Regions from separate parts of the Triticum aestivum genome. Here region 2 is linked to region 1. The links are chromatin contacts, called in public Hi-C maps. All regions are on one chromosome and are shown on one strand. The core of a region is the stretch at or near the end of the contact, and the rest is flanking DNA. Distances in the headings are between cores, read along the strand shown.

Region 1 (5,203 bases), core at 1,606-4,105:
CTGATTTCAGTACGGTGAAAGAATCTCTCAAGAAGGAAATCATTCATAACCAGGAATTCTAACCTATCAGAAAGCAAGACAAAAAATTGATTATCCACGTCTTCCAGCGCATTTGCTAATAGCCTCTTCTCTGCATCTATCATTGAAATCTTTCCCCATACAACCTGCATAGCAAGTACATACTCTATTCAATTTTGACAACCACAAACATGCAACATCAAACCTATGTTATAATTGTTAGAAATAAACCTAAAACATATGTAATGCACAAAGCTCCTCGATTTGCAAATTAGTAGACTAAGATTTTTCGGCATCTCAATTCAAACTGCTAATAGTGGTCTTTAGAAGTCAGAAGATCCATACGTCATGATACTAAGACTGGCCTTGAGGATACAAGTAATGTCATGGGGAATTGGGAATGATACTAATACTCTTTAATGCAAGCGATATTGGTCAACTTATGTTCTCAACTATATCAATATGAGCTCACTGTTTAGCCATTGCTCATTGCTCCTTCCTTGGAGTGAACATATTAATGAAAACATAAGTTTCAGATGGCATCAATATCAATCAGTTGAGCCATTAACACATTCTTCATTCATTGAGAGGGAGAATTTTCTTCGAAACGTAAGTTTTGAAGATATAAGAGAAATTGTACTTGACAAATCTCCTCAGCGAAATCACATCCTTTATGTAAAACACCCATGCAAACTTACGAAGAACTGAAGGACAGATGAGAATTATTACCGCATCACTATGAATATCTCGGCCAATAAAGAGAGAACTAGTATGCACAGGCTTCTGACGCGACGCGTGCACATAGATGGAGTATCTTCCCTCATGACCCTGTGTATCAAAGTGATTTTGTTTTAAGTTCACATGAATTATATAAAGAATAGACAACATTACTTCATGGTTAGTAGCATGGAGGTACAAGATTATAGTCAAAAGTGCATGCTAGCAAGATAGTATTATTGACTTGGTCAAGAGGATCAGTTAATTCACTTATGCAGATAAGGTATACCTTGATGTTCCACTGTTCAAAAATGAATGTTTGCATGAAGCTAACATATCTCAATAGTATACATTTATTATTGAAAATAATGGTAAAATGTCAACCACTAAATTGTTTCTCAGCAACCCAAATAGTTGTCTTTGTATAATAACTAGAAAGCATTTGATGATACCTAGGCACCATCAGTTAACAGAAACACAAAAAAACCTTAAATGAACTATACTCCTTCAAATTGCACAAGGACAAGAGGTGAAATCAGGCAAACCTGCAGAAACTTCTCCCACAATCTCTCGAAGGGCAATGAGCCAGGTGTCAAGAACATAAAAGCAATCTTTGGATTCTTTGACGCGGACATGGGCATCCCAAGGATATCCCTGATAACAGCGGCTGAGATGATCTCGTCGTCGGTTTTCTCCCGGCGGCCGATGGATGGGAGCCAATCCTTGAACGGCGTGCAGACGCTAGAAGCAGAGAGGTAGCACTGCGAGTAGTGCCGCGGCGGGTACACGTACGCCCCGATCAGCACGACGCAGACGAGGCACAGGAGCACGATTATCCACATGGGCCTCTTGGCCGCGGGCCGATGGCGCGCAGGCGGCATGACAGTCATGTCCTTGCTGCCCCACAGCCCCCACTGCCGATCTCTAGGTGCTCTCAGCTCCTCACCATCTCCAGATCATCTAAAAGGTCCGGTTATTTCGACGTGAAGGTCACTGCCACACCACACCAGGGCCTGATGAGATTCCAGGCGAGTGACTGGCTCCTCACCCCTCCCCCTGCATTTACAATACACGAGGTAAGCACGGCACTGATGCAAGAGATCATGATTAATAAGTAGTGGTAAAAATCAAGCAAGCTGAACGGCGATCTAGAAGAAGAATCGGGGCCCTACAGGCCAGCAACACACCACCCCGGTCACCTGACGGCTGCTCTAGCACTAGCACTGCAGCCCAAATTCCAATCAATGCGCGCGCGCGCGCGCGTGATTCAGATATGGCAAGCGGTGAGACGACCCGAGGAAAGCAAGACGAGCACGCCGCCGATCCAGCAGAGCCTACGCGAGCAGCTCTCGGAAGGCGCCTATACGTTCCCGAGCTGGCCGGACGCGCCGGGGTAGGTGATCCACCAGTCCAAATCAGGCGAATTCCACACGCGCGAGAAAAAAAAGTAGGCAGCGCGGCTCGAGTCCACGGCGGCGGCGGCTGGGGAAGGAAAAAGTCAAACTCTGACCAAATCGCCGCCCGATCCCGACGGCCGCGCCGCCGCCGCATTTCGAGCTCGATCCAAACCAACCGACTCCCCCGGCGCCCGCGCGCGCCCAACGGAAACGCGCGCGCGCGGGGCCGCCGGAATTCGCTCCCCGGAGCTGACGCGTATAATTCGAGCTCAAACAGACACGCCGAGCCGCGCCAGCCCGGCAGCCGAGCCCAATGCGCGGGGCAGCAGCAAGGGGCGGCGAGCTCGGCTGCGGGCTTGGTTCGAATGGGACGGAACTGGTGATAGAGGGGGGGAGGCGAGCGGGCGGGCACGGAGAGGGAGGCTTTACCTCGTTTACGAGCTCGGCGGCGGGCGGCGGGCGGCGGCGGATCTGGAGCTGGCGGCGCGGCGATGGGATCGGATGGGCCGCGGAGCCAGCAGAGGTGGAGGTGGAGATGAGGAGGCGAGGGAGGAGAGAGAGATAGATATAAGTATAAACCAAGGGGATTAACTAAGCTAGAAGCGGCACTAATTGTAACATGTGATGACTTAATGCTGCCCGGAGCTTTCCACTGGCTTTCCTTGCCTTCCCTTCCTTGCTTCCAAATGGACGCAATGGGAAAACAGGAGATGGTGATAGTCTCTGGGCCGGGAGGCCGGCGTGTGGTTTTTGCACCCCCACCCCTCACCTTTCGTTTTCTGGCCTCCTAGCGCGTCCATTTGGAATTTTACTGGTGTTTGTTTATTGTTATAATCTGTTAGTTTATTTTGATTTTATTTTCATCTTTTGATAACAACAAAGTTATGTACTACCTCCGTCCCGGTGTATAAGTCATTCGCGTAGTTCTAGGTCGATAATTTAACTATCTAAATATGTATTATATGTGACAAAAAATATATATTTAGAAACTACATCCGTGTGGAAATCTAGTGATATACTTTTCATGACATATAACACATATTTAATTCCTCAAATCGATGACCTAGAACTACGCGAATGACTTATACACCCGGACGGAGGGAGTAGGAGAGATGGCCGACATAATATCATCTCGGCCGGCATGTGCGTTTTGCACGCCCACCCGTCGGCTTTCGTCTCATCGCTTCACGGACTAGGAGGCATCGACATATTTGTTCATGTGAGATGCTACTGGTCAGATTATGCACGCGGTTCAAGGCTTAGCATTGGAACTCCACTTCCCATAACAGAGCCACCGATGTCATGCCATTGTACATGTCCTTTTCACAGAGATTGGCCTTTCGATCAAGCTTCTAGATTTGGGTTTCTTCGGTCCCGTGCACCTCCCCTTCTGATTAATGGAATTCGGCAGCTAACCTTGTGGCATTCAGAATAAATAGTTAGCTTCCTAAAAGTACTTGGTCGTACCAATAGCCCGTGCATAATTACAAAGACTAAGAACAATAGCTTCTCACAGGAAAAGAAAAAAGACCAAGAACATTAGTTCTCACCAAATACGGCTTTAGAACATGCCGTAGTTAGGTTGGGAATCTATTGCTGATCACGAGCTCATCTGCTCATGGATGAGCAGTACGAATCAAAAAAAAATATAACCTTTTTTGCAAAGACGAACAAATTCTCCATGTGCCCGCAAAGTCTCATAAACATGGGACATCGGGGGAGGTTGGGACAGATAAAATAAAATCAGTGCTTCAAAATCAAAAAATTTGAACCATTCTCAAAGCTTCATTTTTTTTTTTGTCCAGGGCTTTCCTAGTGTCATGCCGTCATGAAATTTTGCAGGCACATAAAGAATTTTGTTCATGCGTCATGTAAAAAAAGGCTAGATTCTTTTCGATTTTGTTTGCTGTCTTTATCGAATTTATTGTTCATCAAGAGGAGGAGATATTCACTGCAAGAAAGGGTGTGATAACAACCATTTGGCCTTTTTCCCCCCTTTGTGGTGTCTATAGAAGAACTCTTTATCCTCAGATTGTTAACCCTATAATAGCCTTGTGTGCAATCAAAAGGTTTAGCACACGCCATCTTTTATCATATCGTGTTGTCCCCTTCTTAGAGCATCTCCAGCAGGTGCGCCAAAAGACGCGCGCGCGCGGTAAACCCAGCTTTTAGCGCGCGCGGAACGTTTTGCCGTGCTCCAGCGGTGGCGGAAAACTCGCGCGCGCGGGAAAAGGCGGCAGCTCGCGCGCCATTTTTAGCGCACCGCTTCCGGCGCGCCTATAAAATGCGGCGCTCGTCACGCGCCTTCTCCACGACTTCGATTCCGCTTCCTCTGCCACACGCCTCTTCCTCCTCCTCTGCTACGCGCGCCTCCACCGCTCCAGCGCCCCGCCACCGACGCGCCACCATGCCGATGCGCCGCCGAGGAGCGTCGGGCTACCGCGGCGTCCGCCTGCGCCCCAACGGCGGGTACTACTCCGAGATACGCTCTGGCGATCTCCGGCTCGGCCTCGGCACCTACGGGACGGCGCACGAGGCCGCCCGCGCGTACGACGCGGCGGCGTGGCGCCTAGGCAGGCCGCGCGGGCAGATGAACTTTCAGGACGTCTACACGCTCCAGCAGGCGCTGGACGTCGCCCCGCCGCCTCGTCTTAACACGGAAGAAGACCGTGCGGAGCACGCTGAGCAGTAGCGCCGCCTCCTCGTCGCCCAGGAGGACGAGCGGGTCATGGAGGAGTGGCGCCGGCGCCACACGGAGGACGTCGCCTACGAGCAATCCTACTGGGCAAGGCGCCGTGAGGAGGACACGCGAAGGCGCCACAATTCGCGGTTGGAGAGGCGTCGGCGGAAGGCATTGGCGAATGCGCTGTCGGATATCGTTGCAGCAAGTGGGAGGTCGTTCTTCACAGAAAACGATGATCGTTGGTTGGACATATGGCTCAATACCTCAGACGACACCGACGAGTATGATGATGGTGATGATAATAGCGACTTCGAGTAGTTTCTATTTAGTTGCGCCGTAGTTTATGCTTTCGAACTATCTATCTCTAAATACATTTGTATCGTTTTTT
Region 2 (5,203 bases), core at 1,306-3,805, 390 kb before region 1:
GCATTATGTGCTTGAACCATGCTATGCTATCTAGTTTGAAGTATCAAAGATGGTAATGGGGCACAAGGAAACACTGACCTGCTCCATATGTCCAATTGCCATAATTAGAAGCCGGGTCATAATCCAGAAGGCATGTTTCAAACCATTCAGCTCCCATTCGCCAGTCGATACCCATGTCCCGGACCAAAAAAGAGCAGACAATCTGCATAGAAGATCATTGAACGATTGGCATATGCGAAAAGATGGCCTGCATTTAACCCAAATGTGCAGTCATGCTGATGATCAGCGGTATGTCGAAAGTTACCTGACGGCCACGGTTGGACATGAAACCAGTAGCTAAGAGCTCCTTCATGTTGGCATCAATAAGAGGGTACCTGAATTTCACCATAACCAAATTCAGAACTCAGAAGGTATGGCGAGGAGCAAAAAGACGGAACAACTTGGAGTATGCCGATGCCGTACCCGGTCCGACCATCTTTCCAAGATTCGAACAACGCCTCATCTTGGCTCCACTTGGACGCCACTTTTCTCGGCCCCCCTACAACATTCACAAAAGGATTATGCTCTCTTGCTGGCCGTGACCTTTTTTCCAGATAAAACATCTGCGCATTATTTTCGTAATAAACTGGAGAAGCAAGAAATCAGAATGATACATTTCCTCACGATGAGGGGAGAGACAATTGTATCCTTACCCAAGTGGAAAATGGAGTTCCCATATTTTGCTGAAAGGAATCTGAAGTAGTCCCTCCATATCAGCTCAAACAAAACCCTGAAACCATTGCCATGTCAGCCAGTAAAGGCAGACCAGACAGTATGAATCTGAGCATTCCTTACAAAAACTTCAACATGAAATTTAGGCCAGATATGCACACTGACTAACCAGTATGTGGAATCATTTGCCACTTGCTGCTTCTCATATCTCTTAACCTGAATAATCACCAGACATTTAGCACAAGAGAGAAAGAGCTGATAATGTGCGCAGACAACGCTAAATATCCACCTCTTCGCAAACATAGCGCGGCGAAAGGCTGCCGGAGGCAAGCCAAGGGGAGAACTTGGTGGAGTAGTCCGGCCCAAGCATGCCGTTCCTGGTCTCTTTGTAGACTTTCACCTGATCATTCTTCCAGAAGTACTCGTGAACCCTTCCGAGAGCCGCGCTCTCCCCTCCGACGAAACGCATTCCCTTCTCTGACTACATAGAGAGGCAAATCAAACAGTACCAACTGGAAGTGAAATTCTAGAACCATATCCAAACAAGGTACCACAGTGGGGGTACTGAAGATCAGTATGTGGAATACAGTTAACTGAACCTGCCTTCGTTACACTTAGGCCCAGTGACTCCAGAGTCGGTATCGACCCCCACCCGCCGAGCTCATCCAGGCCGGAGCCCGGGGCCGGCCCGAGCGAAGGCGGCAGCTTGCCACAGCTCCGGACCGAGGACTTCGACTCGACCGCCTGCACGGCAGAAGCATCACATTTCATGAACAACACCCACCAACCTTACCATTACAATTTACAGAGGAATCAGGATGAATGGAGAGCACCTACCTTTCTGAACTGTGTGTACACGTCCGGCAGGTTGCTCACCGGGAACGGGAGATCGTCGGTGTGGTACATCGTCGCTCCCCAGACGAGCTGAAGCTTGGGGCTGAGAGGCCTATTATTCCGGCCAGAAGCTCCTCCCTGTCCTTGAGGGAGAACCACCTGCTCCAAGCCTCTGCGCACGAGGCGCTCCACGAGGAGCTCCTCGCTGCAGGTCTCCTTGTGGGCATAGACCTGAAGATCGACCGGGAAATTCAGTATCAAGCTGAAGCAATTAACCGGCTCGGTGGATATGATATTGTGCTGTGCAGATGGGGCTCTTACTGTGTGTGCACTGACGGCCTTGGCGATCGCAGGGAGGATGTCTTCAGGCTTGCCGTGCCGGACGAGCAGGTCGAGCCCGCGCTTCTGCAGGTTCCGCTTCAGGTCTCCCAGGCACTCTATCAGGAACTGCGCCCTCAATGCTGCAGCAATCGATCAGTCAGTCAGTCAGTCAGTCGGTCGGATCAATCGAGGTTCAGTGTCGTCGATGGCGTGGAAATTTGCTGTGATGTGCCTCGCCTCCGGTCTTGGGGAAGCCGAAGCGGTGGGTGGCGCCGGCGAGGGCGCGGGGGTCGACGCAGTAGACGGGGAGGACGACGCCGGAGGCCGCCCACGCGCGCGCCAGCGCCTCGTTGTCCAGCACCCGGAGGTCGCTCCTGAACCACACGACGGCCACGCCCCCCGCGCCGACTGCCCTCCGAAGGCCCGGCGAGGTGTGCCTCCGGAAGGCCTCGTCGGCCGCGGCCGCGGTCTCCTCGGCGCCGAGGGACGGCACCGCCGCCGCCAGCACGGCGCGCGGGGGGCGGAACGGGATCGAGCTCGAGGTCGAGGCGGCCATGGAGATGAGGGCGCGGAGGATGGCGGCCGGCGGTCTCGGGAGGAGGAGGAGTGATTGCGCGGCGGCGGGAGGGAAGGAGGAGGCGGAGGAGGAGAGGAGGTGGTGGTGGAGCATTTCGTGGACTGGGAGGTGAGGTTTTTGAGAGTTGAGGGGGGTGGGTGGAAGATGGGTGAGGGAGGAAGGTGGAGGGAAGAGCGGGGAGAGGTGCCACGTGGGGGAATTTGAGTGGTGCTACGTGGATGAATGTGAGCCTGGGGATATGGGTGATGGATAATGTGGGCCAGAGCACAGAGGTTTTATGAGGGTGGACCCGAACGGCAGCGTGTTGTTGTCATCATTTTCTTAAAGCAACTCGAATGGAGCGATTCAAATGGACGGCGATTTTGTCTGCTTTTTATTCGTTTGGGTCGGCCGCCCACCGGCATCCGCCCTGTTTAGATATGGGTCGGTAGCGCGCCGAACGCGTCGATTCATATGTGTCGGCGTGGCCGGCTGGCCGCCCTATTTTACATTGATGAATTTGCATTTAAACATATAGTCAAATAACATAGTTTGAACCGAGTAAAATAGCATGGTTTTACAAGCCCAATAAAAATAAAAATGACTCACATAGTTTTGCAAACGAATAAAATAAGATACATCTATTGGTTACCAACATGAACCCACATATGCTCAACCAAATCATTTTGCAGTTGCACGTGAGTTTCCCAATTACGCATGTCATGATGAAATTGGATGAATTGTTCAGACGTTGCCGCTCCTCCATGCTAAGGCACAACATTCTCACCCTGAAACTGAAACTCTTGATCATACAGACGTTTTGGGCGCTCGTCTTCTACGATCATATTGTGCATAATCCCACAATCAGTCATCACCTTCCACAGTTTCTGCGTGCTCCAGGTATTAGCAGGATACCGAATGATGCCCCGTCGAGATTGCGAAACACCAAAGGCACGCTCGACATCCTTCCTAGCACTCTCTTGCTCTTGGACAAATCTTTTCCTCTTCTCTCCGGCAGGGTTGGGTATTGTCTTACAATTCCACTGAGGATAGATATCGTCACCCAGGTAGTATCCTTTGTTTTAATTGTGGCCGTTGACAGTAAAGTTCACCGGTGGGATGTTGCCTTCAGCAAGCATAGCAAACACCGGCGAGCGTTGAAGCACGTTGATATCATTGTGTGATCCGACCATGCCAAAGAAAGAGTGCCAGATCCAAAGATCTTGAGACGCCACGGCCTCTAGTATGACAGTGCAAGCCCTGACATGGCCCTTATACTGTCGTTGCAAGCAGAAGGGCAGTTCTTCCACTCCCAGTGCATGCAGTCTATGCTATCAAGCATCCCTGGGAAGCCCCTGCTGGCATTCATCGCCAACAAACGGGTTGTATTTTCAGCAGTTGGCTCTCTCAAGTACTCAGGACCAAACAGAGCAATAACAGCCTTGCAGAACTTATACAGGGACTCTAGGCATGTAGACTCGCTCATACGAACGTACTCATCAATGAGATCACCGGGCACTCCATATGCAAGCATTCGGATGGCGACAGTGCATTTCTGATAAGAGGAGAAACCAATCTTGCCAACGGCATCCTCTTTGCACTCGAAATAGTCATCATAGCCGACCACCCCCTCTCTAATACGGTTTGAAAGATGCCTACTCATACGGAAACGGCGGGGAATTTTTAATGTTTGAACAACGGGTTTGTTGTATCAAAGTAGTCCTTCCAAAGAGGGAAATGCCCGCTCTCTCGGTTGCGATTCAACGCCGGAAGGTGGCCCGGAATGGAGTCAGGGAACAACGGCCGCTGGCTGTTGAGATGGTGATGGACCAACACGGCAGCCAATATCTCCTCCTCGTCATCGGACGACGAATCGTCGAAGTCGCAAAGGAAATTGTGAAAAAAGAACTCGTCGGCGGAGTCCATTTTGTACCTCGGCAAACTGTTGAACAGCTTGCGGGCGTCGACGAAGGAGACGGCTGGCGAAGGGAGTCGCGGCGCGCACGGACCAGCTAACTGCCATGTCGGCGTCCGACGAGCGTGCCGGTGAGGATTTGGCCGGGGCGGCGAGGCGGCTTCTTGGTCGGGGCGGCTGTGTGGTGGGGGGCGCGGGGGTGGGAAGCAGCCGGCTCCTCGGCGGCGGCTGTGTGGTGGCGGGAGACGTGAGAATGGGCGGCGTTGCTAGGCGGAAGTGGAGGCGCCGTCAGCTGGCAGAGTCGCCGGAAAAAATGGGCGGCGGCATCGGCGACAAAGGAGGTGGGTGAGGGTTGCTGTTGGATGGAGGAAGGCCAATGTGCCACCGACCAGCGGGCCCAGGGGAGGAGAAGGAGAGCGTGCATGCGTCCGTCGCATGTCTGCGCCGACGCAAATCCGGCTAAAAAATGGGCCGGGAATGGGTCGCCCGTGGACGAAAAGCGGATGCGCGTCCGTTTGGGTTGGTGCGTTGGGTCGCCTTTTATGTCCGCATCGACCCAAACGGACGGCGACGAAATGAGTCGCCCCATTGGAGTCGCTCTTAGGGATGTAAATTCCGAAAATACAAAGGTGAACATGCCACAAAAAATGATGAACTCTCACATGTGAAGTTATTTTTGGGAAGGGGGTTACACTCACATGTGAAGTTTTGCGAGGTAACAACATCGGTGGTATTCTGGCGAAGAAAACAAAAATGAGTCAAATTGCTTCGGCCATGTTTATTTTATAATGCTGATTTATCTTTTTGCTCGAAATGTCACAGATGTCGATCCAATATGGAAGCCGCACACACCTTTATGTATTTTC

Evidence for each region. Hi-C and Micro-C count contacts between places; a contact is called where the count stands out from the background.
Region 2: a contact with region 1 is called in a Hi-C map of leaf, with 4 times the contacts expected there. The contact joins the promoter of LOC123157423 here to the promoter of LOC123157465 in region 1. A contact is called at or near these places in 2 of 5 Hi-C or Micro-C datasets (both in leaf).

The regions. Positions count from the first base shown.
Region 1 is chr7B:665,851,603-665,856,805 of IWGSC CS RefSeq v2.1, reverse strand. It overlaps LOC123157465 (glycosyltransferase BC10), which reads right to left and starts at 2,855. Exons shown (of 11, transcript XM_044575752.1): 1 at 2,562-2,855; 2 at 1,281-1,791; 3 at 748-846; 4 at 64-164. The coding sequence starts at 1,625.
Region 2 is chr7B:666,242,880-666,248,082 of IWGSC CS RefSeq v2.1, reverse strand. It overlaps LOC123157423 (cryptochrome DASH, chloroplastic/mitochondrial), which reads right to left and starts at 2,555. Exons shown (of 12, transcript XM_044575701.1): 1 at 2,104-2,555; 2 at 1,867-2,006; 3 at 1,549-1,776; 4 at 1,311-1,455; 5 at 1,001-1,188; 6 at 881-927; 7 at 693-769; 8 at 463-538; 9 at 305-374; 10 at 79-202. The coding sequence starts at 2,536.